Regions from separate parts of the Mus musculus genome. Here all the other regions are linked to region 1. A link is a contact called in public HiCAR-type and promoter capture Hi-C data. All regions are on one chromosome and are shown on one strand. The core of a region is the stretch at or near the end of the contact, and the rest is flanking DNA. Distances in the headings are between cores, read along the strand shown. Region 1 holds the start of Ap1b1 (adaptor protein complex AP-1, beta 1 subunit). Region 2 holds the start of Smtn (smoothelin). Region 3 holds the start of Ppia (peptidylprolyl isomerase A).

Region 1 (3,664 bases), core at 664-3,163:
GGAATTGTCTGCTTCAAGTAAGACAGATAATCTTGGGAAACAGGCTGTCTCTTCAACATTCTTCTCTGGGCTAAGCAAGGTCAGCTGTAATCTCATACAAATCCTGTTTTTAAAACCAAGACACTTTATCAAAAATATTTTACCAATGACAATTTCCGGGTGTTACTATTATCCTGTGTCACCATTGAGGGAAGCGGGGTGAAGGGTAAATGGTATTCTTTTTGTTGTTGTTTTGTTTGTCTTTGAGACATTGAGACAAGGTTTCACTGTTGTAACTTTGGGAATTTTCTATGCAGACCAGGATGGCTTTGAGCACACAGAAATCTACTTGACTCTGCTTCCCAAGTACTGGAATTACTGGCATGCACCACCAAGCCTAACCTTTGCCCTGGATGTCCTGAAATTCTGTCTGTAAACCAGGCTGGTCTCAAACTTTGGAATCCATCTGGGATTAAAGGTGTATGCCATCACTACTTGGCAAGATTTATTTATTTTATTTTATGTTCATATGTGCATGTACCTGTGCTTGCATGGTCAGAAGAGGGTTTTAGATCCTCTTGGACTATAGTCACAGATGCCATGAGCTGCCATGTGGGTGCTGTGAGCTGCCATGTGGGTTCTGGGAATGAACCCCTGTTATCTGGAAGAGCAGCCAGTGTTTTTAACTGCTGAACCATCTCTTCACCCCAGCATCTGGAATTCTATTTTGTCTATTTTATCAATTTGCCATAACTATTTTATCAATTTGTCATAATTATATTATGACAAAACTTTAAAGAATGTAAAAACAGCTGGGTGTGGTTGTGCACACCTTTAAACCCAACACTGTGAGACAGAGGCAGGCAGACTTCTGCTTGGTTTTTCAGTTTCCAGGTCAGCCAAGGTGACAGCGATTCAGTTGTTAGAGTGCTTGCATAGGATGTAAAAGCTCTGAGTTAGATCCCAGCACTACATAGACCAGGCATGATAGTACATCACTGTGAGCTCAACAATGGGGCTGGCTTGGGTTACACAGCAAGAGCTTGTCTCAAATCAATAACACACAAATAATAAAATAAAAAGGCAGACATATTACATCTAGGAGGATAACCAAGTGTTAAAAAACGATTTTCTCAGGAGCCTACGTGTTTTGGTTTTGCCTTTTTTCCTTACTAATATATTTCTTTTTTTTTTAAAAAGAATTATTTATTTTGTGTGTATGAGTACAACACTGTCGCTGTCTTCAGACACACTAGAAGAAGGCATGGGATCCCATTACAGATGGTTGTAAGCCACAGTGTGGTTGCTGGGAACTGAACTCAGGTCCTCTGGAAGACCAGCCAGTGTTCTTAATCACTGAGCCATCTCTCCAGCCCCCACTAATATATTTCTTTTTTTCTGCAATGCAGATATTATTGGTTTAATAAAAATGCTAGAATAGAAGTTTTATAATGTTTTAAAGGGGATGAACACAAGTTATCTATTAGAAAGAGAAAATTAATAGGACCAAAGTCAGGAATGAAATGGCTGTATCAGTTGAGGTCTCACTGTGAAGTATCCCTTGGATAAGAAGTCTTGGACGTAGCTTATGTTTTCCTTTTAGAACAATGAATTTTCCAAGGGCAGCAGAAAAAGTCTCGTTTTAGCCTAGCAGACAGGCGCAGTCCAGCAGCTGATCAGATTTGTAGCTCCGACTTTCCCTTTTCCTAAGACAACGTTGGCCTCAGTCTTCCCATCTGTAACTCAGAAAGAGATGAACTTTAAAGTCTTCCAAGACCCTTTCGATTCCATGGTGTTTGAGAGGGAGCCTGGCCAGGGATTCTGAGCAAGGGTATCCCAGCCTGAACTTAGCCGCTTGGCCCGCCCAGGCCCTCAATTCTCATAAAAGCCGGCTCTGCTAAGGCCCCGCCCTTCCCACACAGGCCCCGCCCAACAGGTCCCCAGCCCCTCCCGCCAGGTTGCACCCTCGACCCCGCCCCCGGGGTGTGCGTCCACCGGAAGTTCCGCGCACGGGCCTCTTACTTCCGCTCGGCAGGTGACAGCCGTGGAGCTTGGAGCCGCCGGCTGCTGCGACGCACCGGAGGAGAGGGAGGCGGAGGCTGCGGACATTTTGCTGCTGAAGCGAGCCGAGCCGCGGCACCCGGAGCCGTTTGGATTTGTGGGTGAGGAAAAAGGCAGCCCGGCGAGATAGGAAAACAAACAAACCCGAAGGGGTCCGAGGAGTGGGGGGGGTCTGCGAGGTCAGAGGTCACGGAGAGGACGCTGCGCTGGAGGGTTGCGAGCCGCGAGAGGGCGAAGGTGAAAGGCCTGCGTGCTCATTCATTCCCGACGGCTTGGCGGCCCGGCGTCAAGCCGTCCGTCATTTCAGGTCCGCAGTCCGGTTCGGAGAGACTCCTGCACTTAGGCCTCCCCTGCGCCCTGCTTGTCCCTTCCCACTCCTCGGCCAACCTCAGGCCTCCTCGTTCAGGGCCTTATCTCTTAGCCGCCGCCCCCCCAAAACGGGGCAAACATCTAGAAATGGCCTTCTGCCACCCGCCCCTCGTCCTTTGGATCCTCAGGGACACGTTGACAGAATGGGAGCACTTGTCTTAGTTCTAACACCACAAGAATGTCTTGTCACTGGTTCTCCAGCCCTTCCTGACTTCGAACCTCTGTGCTAAGCACTTTGTGTACTGAGCTCACAGCTGCCTCTGTAAGGTAGCTACTGTTGCTTTCCCCCTCTCACTCGCGAGGACACCGAGGCACGGGAGGTTAAATGACACACGGAAGGTCATTCGAGTAGTAGAGGCAAAATCAGGCTTCCTATGTAGGTCTCCAGAGACCTTCAAAGCTCGGGGAGAAAGGCACCTGGAGCTGGCTTGGGGTCTAGAAGTGACTTGATATATTGTCGCCAATATATTGTGTGAGTTGGTGTCAGGATGCAGCCTTCTCACCTGTCGTCTGATCCGATGTTTAGGAGGAGCTGTTGATACACTTTCAACTTAGGAGGCTGTTCGGCCAGGTTGTTTTTGTCAGTGTTTTGGCTCTCAGGTCTTCCTGCCTATTGGGCTATTCTTGGAATTGATATCCAGACAACCCCTTCATCCCGTTTGCACTTTATTCGTTTTGCAGTAAAGAGGGGAACAACGGGGCCCCTTGGGGGATCTTTTGGTCCTAGGTTCTAGGGGAACAGGCCCACAGGATGGCCTTTGGCCTGTCATGGTGCCTGGGATGACTGGTCTGCGTGGGAGATGGGAAGGCGACTTGGTACCTGGGGTGTGAGCCTCTTTTCCTTTAGAGACATTTTGTTGCTCCTTCCTTATACCTTAGTTTCCCTGACAGCAACACAAGAGAGACTTACTATCTTCCTACTTCCTCTTGAGTGCAAGGAACTGAAATGAGCCTGTGAAAGTTTCCTTGCTCTTTTGGAAAAAAGTAGTAAGTAAAAATGTTACATTAATTGCCTTTTTTTTTTCCAGTCTCACTCTGTCCCAGTCTGGCCAGGATATCTCATGTGTCTTGAATTCATAGCAGCCCTTTTGCCTTAGACTCCCAAGTTCTAGGATTGATTACAGAGCTGAACCACCACACCCAGCTAGCTCCTCTGTCTGTCTGTCTGTCTGTCTGTCATGAGCTCTGTGATGTTTTTCTAGTCCCATTGGATTCACAGAAACTTAATAATGTCACCTTATCCCTATCCTTCCAA
Region 2 (3,664 bases), core at 339-2,838, 1.4 Mb before region 1:
TTGACATCCTGACTAAGCCCCACACAAGAAGGGCCTGTACCTAGATGGAGAAGAGGACTCAGCAAGGCCCACCAAGCCATGCTTACCACCAGGGGGTACACGCCAGTCTCTAGTTACCTGCCATACCCACTCACCTCTAGGGGCCACCGAGCCTGCCCCTCCACCCACCTCCACAAGCTGGGCGTCTGGCTGTGGGCTGAGCCCATATCCAATTCTTACTAAGACTGTCATTCCCACAGGTATGGGAGCTACCTGTGTCTGGCAGTTCTTGGAGCCAGCCTTCAGTTTTGACTCCTTTCCTCCCTGATGTCAGCAGACCTGACCTTGGGGAGCCAGGTGTCCCTCTCTCCCTGTCCATTCACACACTCAGAATTCACTCACAGTTCACTTTCCAACTGGAAGGGCCTTGGGAAGCTGACCCACCCAACCTCTGGACTTCAGGCAAACTGAGAGGATGGGAGATGGTCAAAGATTCATCACAGGGGGTCAGAAAAACTCAGACTCAAAGGGCAGAAAGAACCTAACACAAATCTTGGTGACTTCTGCCTTCTGAAGTCCCCTTCCAAGATGCTGCCCAAGACTCCAGGCTGTTTGTTTCTTGTTCAACCACTGACCGTCAAAATGGATTCCTAAATCTGGTGCCAGTCTCTAGCCCAAATCACTCCTTCCTGGAGTCCCCAGTGTCTCTGGAATTTGTGGTTCCATGGTCTAGCACACCTGGATGTTTTGCTAATGTGGTGACTGAAATGGCCTCTGGACCCCCCACCTCCATTGATTCATCCCGAAATCATCCACTCCCTCTCTACAACAGTCACTTGGTGTGAGTCACCCCATCCGGTGAATGGGTCTGGGGGAGTCCCAGTGCGCACTAGTTGGAGTTGGAAGGCACTGCTAGAGTCTTTACCTCCTAGTCTAGATACTCTGTCTGGGGTAACTACCCCTCCCCAGTGCCCAATCTTAAGTATTGTGGACATGCTATGCTTCTTCATGTTGGGTAAGGGTGTTGTTAGTTCCAAACCTAGGTGATACTCGGGACTGTCTGCTCAGAAATTCCTGCCACTGCTTGCCACCATTCTCATGGCTTCATGCTACAGAGTTTTCAGTCCTGGGGATTGTTAAGGCCCTGCGAGAGATGGGTCAGGATCTGGGAAAGATTCCTCGAGGTATCAGCTCCCTATAGATTAGTGTCTCTGGGGATCGAGAAGCCTCTTCCAAGTCCATAGAGTCTCTTCAAGACTCTTTCCCCAGGGTCTCAGAACTTCAACCATGTGTCTTTGGAGTTCTCGTGATTTGGCTAGGGTTCCCGGACCTGGGAGTTTCAGAATCCCTGTCCAGACATCCAGGTTTCACACCCCCTTCCCCGGACTCATCCGGACTCCTAGAGTAGACCCGAGATCCTCATACCCACCTCTCAGTCCGGCCCGCCGTTCCGGCGCAGTTTCGTGTTAGTTTGGTCGGGACCCGGTAGATGCAGTAGAGACCGGCAGACCGACGGGAGGAGCCGCAGCCCAGGAGCCCAGGCCGGTTCAGCAACGTACCCTGGACTCTGCTGCAGACGCCTGTCCCGCGGCGCCAGCCAGATGGCTGGCTCCGCCCTGCCAAGCTGTCCCAGCCAATTCTCTGTTGAGACACGCCCCTGCTCTGGTCCCATTGGGAAAATTCAATTTTTTAGGACCCGCCCCCAAAAGACTCCAGCCCCTCACTGTACAGGCATGTTGGGTATTGTAGTTTTGGGGACTGCTGTTGCGAGGTCCTAGACATCCTCGGGTGGGCTTCACCAGGATACAGGCTCTAAGCCAAAGTCCGGAATGTGCCACAAACCGGGCAAATAAGTATCTTGGGATCCTGTAAGCCCTGAGCGGTCCTGACAGCCCCTCCCTGCCCTCCTTTTTGTTCTTGAGACCACATCCTTTCTCCGGACTCCACCCACTAGGCGCCTTAGTACACAGACTGCCCAGTCAACTCAACGCTCAAAGGGCGCTTTCGGGACACCTGGTCTGTGCCACCTCAGGGTAAGGAGACTGGGTGACCAGCAGCATTTTGACAATTATTGAGTCGCCCAGGACATCTGAGATGGAGCAGGATCAATCATATCGTACCTTCCTTGCTCATATATGTAGCATGCTCTCCCAAATTCTTTAAAGTCTGCCTCTGAGACCCCCGAAGTTCTAAATAGGGAGTATGAACCTCGCAACTCAACAAATGGGGGAAACTGAAGATCCCAAGGAGACAATACAAAGAGTCAACCAGGAGACCCAAGAGCTCAGACCCTGGAGGGAAAGCTTCCCTGTCATCCTGGAGGCTGTGGAGCCGCCCTACTGGTCTTGCCTAAGAAAAAAGTAGGGTGGAGCCTGGGCAGATAAAGTCTGGAGTCCAGCTTGATAAATAAAAACTGTAAATCAAATAAAAACCATAAAAGCACCAACGTATTTCTTGTGTGTGTGTGTGTGTGTGTTGTGTGTTGTGTATCAGATTATAATATCCATAACAACTTAATGAGATTTGACTGTTCCCTTATACAGATGAGACAAAAGCCTATGGGTAATGGAGTCGAGGTTCATCCCACCTAGCAGGGATTCTAATCTCTGCTAACACTATAATGTGGAACTGAGGTAGGGCTGAGCTGGCTCCTGTAGTCTCTCAGAGAGCTCCAACTCAGATTTCTCCAAGACCAACCTTTACACACCCAAAGAGAGGACCTGTGTCCATTTAAAGTCTTTTTGTTTCCTCCCACAGCCCCAAGAGGTGGTCCTCTCACCTTATATATTGGAAAATAAGACCTAGAGAAGGAAGCCCCTTGCGGGGGAGGCAGAAGAAATGCGCCAAACCGACGAAGACGCCGGCTGTGGAGGTTTCCTAGTCTTCCCTACCTGAGTGGGAAGCCGATTGCTCCAGTGAACCGCCTGCTCGCGCTGGCTGAGATCAATGAATGGCCGAGGTGGGTGCCTGTTTCCGGGATTGTCTATTTAGCGCTGTGCGCCCTCACCCTACCGCTTGTCAGGCCCTGGCCCGTCTCCAGACTGACCTACCTTGCCTTTTTTTTTTTTTTTTTTTTCCTTCTTGCCAGGGATGGTGCCATGTAAAAAGGTATCTGGTAGTGGTGGTGATGGTGATCTAGGCATCAAAGGGCGACCCCGTGCAAGTGGTGAGAACTTTATAATGTAGGCAGGGAAGAGAAAACGTCCCGTGAATGTACAGCAGGCACTGAAAGTCAGATTGCCAAGATAACAACTGTGCAAGACAGTCGGATTCTACAAGAAGGAAGTTGAAACCCAAGGTGGTAATGGCACTATTATCGCAGAATTTTGCCTAGAACCAGAGCACCTTTCCTCCCCTTGTTATTTCTAAGATGGAAGAAATCCTGGAGGGCTCCTCGGAGGTGGATGCTAAACATCATTGAAGATGAGTACAAAGAAAGTCATCAGATGGAAAGACATTTTTCAGAAGAGTAAAATCTGAGAGGCTTGTGGGTAAGAAAAGGAGGTGAGCAGAATGTGGGTAGAATAAGAAACAGGGGTGGTATTATCTGGGAACAGCCAGATGAGAAGGATGAATGAATTTGGGAGGACCTGGGAGGCTTGAGTTTCTGTCTGCTCATCTGTAAAAGCTGCAGAACTGACCGACCGACTGGCTTCCAGGCCTCCAAAGGGCTATAAGAGGAAAG
Region 3 (3,664 bases), core at 311-2,810, 1.4 Mb after region 1:
GATTCCCAACCTTTAGAGTGCTGGCATCACAGATGTGAGCCACTTCATCTGGCCTTTTCCCCAGTTCCTGGGCCCTGTATTGCAAGCACTTTTACCTGCTAAGCCATCTTGCTGGCTCAACGGAGGGACAGCAGAACATATCAGCAAATTATATGTCAGGTAAGAAATTAAACCCAGAATATGCAAAGAACTCCTAAAATGCAAACTATAACCAAAACAATCAGTTAGTTAAAAATAAAGGCAAGTGCTCTTAACCATGGGGCCTTCTCCCCATCCCTGTCTCTACCTTATCCACTATACTGACTCAGTCTTGCCTAGACTGTCTAACCAGTCAGTCTCCATTGCCTCCAGGCCTGGACTTACAGACTCCTCCCAATGGCCTGGCTTTTACATAGGTGCTGGGGATCCAAACGCAGGTAGGTCCTTGAGCTTGTCCTGCAAGCACTTAACAGTTTTGAGAAAAGCAGGTTTACATGATGCTATATGCACAAAGCACACTGGTACAGAATTTTCCAGTTTGGCAAATCAAAACTCTTTGTAGTTCAACCTAATGTGCTTTTGGTCTGATTCATCCAAATAAGGCATGGCCAGACCCACATTCCTGAGGTTCTGTGTCTAAAGGCCTTACAGCTCGGGAGCCAACTCCAGCAGACGCTATGGTGAAGGGTCTTCCACAGCACCGACTTTCCCATACTCAGGCTTTGTTTATGAGGCAGGGCCTCACACTTACAGCTCAGGCTGTATGGAACTCACTATCCTCCTGTCTCCATCTACCTAGAGGTGGGATTTACAGGCGTGTGAAGCCTTTGAGAGCACGCCTTAGGCCACATGAGGAAATGAGAAGACCTTGGGGTATTGGGGGTCGGGGAGAAAAAAATTACAGGTAGACTCTGACCAGGATCGTGTTTAAATAGCTTCCTCCTGGAGAAAACACAAGATATATTTGGAAAGTAGGACATTTAAAAAGTATTTCATAATCTTTAAAATGAGGGGGCTGCTTGTGCCCGTTCCCCAGAGTTTAAGAAAACGGAGGCGCTCACAGGGACCTATCAGGAAGCGGTTGCCATTGCACAATGACGGTGTGGGTCCTGGATCTAGGCCCAGGGATGCCTGCCTGTTCGAGTTTCCGCAGAGAGGGCAGCGCCTCAGGACCCCGCCCGACCTTGAAGGGCCGCTCGACCTTGAGGACCATGTTTGCCTCAGTTACTTGCTCTGTGCAATGGGAAGATACGCGGTACCACTGGGGAAGACCAGGGGCCCCGACGCGTTCCTAAGGACAGCCAGATTGCGTGGCCACCCTCCCTAACTGCCCTCGGACTCTTCCCCCACCGACCGCGCCGCAACCATCTAGTAGGAGCCCGCGGGCGGGAACCTGCCTCTGCGCGCTACAGCGCACGCGCGCCTCGCGCCCCGCCCCACCCGCGCCCGCGCCCGCCCATAGGCCTGTCGCGCCGTCACTCCGTTTGGAAAGCAGTTGTGATTGATCCAGGTCCGGGCGCGCGACTCGGTGGTGGGCGGGGCCCGAACCGGGTATAAAGGAAGCCGCGGCGAGGCTCGTGCCGCTTTGCAGACGCCACTGTCGCTTTTCGCCGCTTGCTGCAGCCATGGTCAACCCCACCGTGTTCTTCGACATCACGGCCGATGACGAGCCCTTGGGCCGCGTCTCCTTCGAGGTCGGGTGGGCAGTGGTGCTCCAGGGTGGGGTCCCGGGAGCTGTGGAGGGGGAGGCTCTCTCGGGCGCGGCCCGACCCTCCGGTGGAGCGAGCGCGGGTGGCGGCGCCATTTCCTGACGAGGGGCCATTTTGGGAGGCTGGCGAGGCGCGGGGAGGCTGGGCGGGCTGCGGACAAAGCCGGGCGGGGCGCGGCCGTTGGGGGAGGGGGCCGTCCCCGCCCGTCCCGGCCTCCCCGCAGGCGCACGTGGCTGCGTCCTGTGGGGCCCCGCGAGGCCGGGCGCACGTGCTCCGCGCCTCTCCCTTCTCCCAGCCGTTGGGCCCCGCCCTGCTCCGCTGCGGCGCTGCAGCCCCGCGGGCCTCTTCCCAGCCTGCTTTCCGGAGCCCCACAGCCTTTTACTCGGATCTGAGCAGGGACCCTGCCTAAGGTCTCAGGGGCGAAGGCTCGGAGAGCCCGGACGTGCTCGTTAGCCCGGTTAAACCTAGTGGTTTCCTAAACCTAGTGGTTCCTACGAAGAATATAAAATAATCGTTTTATAGCAGACTTGAGTGTGAATTGAACCTTTGGCCATTTGGTCCGAAGTAGCCACATTTGGTTAGGGAGGCTCAAAATACCCCTCCGCGTCCCCCACCCCCGAGCGGAAACGAGAAAGGCTTGGCTTTTGCTGGTGCCCAAGGACCGCCTCCTGTCGCAGTGATGGCGCAGCGGGGGAGGCGCTCTGAACCCCTCCCTATTACCCTCAGTGAGACAGGCATGTTATGACTGGCCACGCTGCAGTTTGCATTGACCAAAGTGGATTGCCAGTAGTTACCTACTTAATTAGTTCTGGAGGTTAAGTGGCTGCTTAAAGATCAGTTAGTAATTAGAGTACCCTAAACAATTGGCGTTTTTCTTTTACAAAATTAAATATTCAGCCGGGCGTGGTGGCGCACGCCTTTAATCCCAGCACCCGGGAGGCAGAGGCAGGCGGATTTCTGAGTTCGAGGCCACGCTGGTCTACAGTGTGAGTTCCAGGACAGCCAGGGCTATACAGAGAAACCCTGTCTCGAAAAAAACAAAAAACCCCAAAATTAAATATTATTGTTAGCCTCAGTACTAGCCCTTAGGCCATAGTGGAATATGTTACTTAGTGTCTGTACTGTTAAACTCCAGAAGCTATCATTGGTGAGTTTTTAACTCAAAAGCTAGATCTCCCGATTGCCCGCCTGCCACAGTGCTGGGTACACATAGTAGGTAGGCACATAAAAAGAGCACTAGGTTCTAATTAGCCCTCACCCAGCATGTATCTAGTCAAGAGCTGATAATTGACAAGGACTCTTGTGGAAACTTGGCCTAAGCTTAGCCTGGGTAGGATAGTATCAGGTTAACCAGAGCTTAATGGGAATGAGATGAGCCCATAGGTGAAAATAGAGGTGGAGCTGCCAAGAAAGGCTTTGAAGTCATAATTTGATGAAAAAAAATGTGGACTTGGAAAGCTGTTAAGCTGTGAGAAAAAAAAAACAGTCCAAAGGAGTCACATATTTAACTACTTAAACCATAAATGTATTCCTCCAAGAGAAGTGTAGATGCTGCAACTGATGAGTTGTGGTTTTCAACTAGCTATGAAAGGGCATGTAGATATTGAAGTGTTGGAATCCTCTACAGTCCTCTACAATTAGGTTAGGAGCCACTCACCTGATGCTTAAAGCTATGCTGACAGGTTGAAGGTGGTAGCATTTTCATTGCCAGAAACTAACAGTTTATTTGCCTAATCATGCATTGTGTGACAGTGCTTTGAGAATTTGATTTTAGGTTTCAACATGAAGTTAGGAGTGATGGTATGCTTTTGAGAAGCCTCAAGTCTATTCAGAAGTAGGTGTGATGTATTAAAAGCTCTTGAGTCATGCTTAAGGAGTCTGTCACTATTTTAAGTAATGACTAGTTCCAGATTTCCTTCATATTTTTTGGTTCTCAACCCTGTAGAATCTTAAAGCTGATAGGTGTGATTTCTTAC

What was found. HiCAR-type assays count read pairs that join an accessible place to other places. Capture Hi-C pulls out chosen DNA fragments and counts their contacts.
Region 2: a HiCAR-type map of astrocytes shows a contact between it and region 1, with 9 times the contacts expected there. The contact joins the promoter of Smtn here to the promoter of Ap1b1 in region 1. A contact is called at or near these places in 1 of 39 promoter capture datasets (liver), 2 of 115 datasets of contacts at active chromatin or transcription factors (astrocytes and pancreatic cancer cells) and 1 of 9 other capture datasets (liver).
Region 3: a contact with region 1 is called in a promoter capture Hi-C map of adipose tissue, with 3 times the contacts expected there. The contact joins the promoter of Ppia here to the promoter of Ap1b1 in region 1. A contact is called at or near these places in 1 of 39 promoter capture datasets (pre-B cells), 1 of 115 datasets of contacts at active chromatin or transcription factors (large pre-B cells) and 1 of 9 other capture datasets (adipose tissue).

Annotation. Positions count from the first base shown.
Region 1 is chr11:4,984,911-4,988,574 of GRCm38.p6, forward strand. Ap1b1 (adaptor protein complex AP-1, beta 1 subunit) reads left to right here and starts at 1,914. Exons shown (of 21, transcript NM_007454.3): 1 at 1,914-2,141.
Region 2 is chr11:3,537,704-3,541,367 of GRCm38.p6, forward strand. It overlaps Smtn (smoothelin), which reads right to left and starts at 1,589. Exons shown (of 20, transcript NM_001284427.1): 1 at 1,409-1,589. It overlaps Gm11946 (a long non-coding RNA gene), which reads left to right. Exons shown (of 6, transcript XR_001780145.2): 3 at 1-2,012; 4 at 2,737-2,938; 5 at 3,068-3,483.
Region 3 is chr11:6,414,307-6,417,970 of GRCm38.p6, forward strand. It overlaps Ppia (peptidylprolyl isomerase A), which reads left to right and starts at 1,561. Exons shown (of 5, transcript NM_008907.2): 1 at 1,561-1,673. The coding sequence starts at 1,605.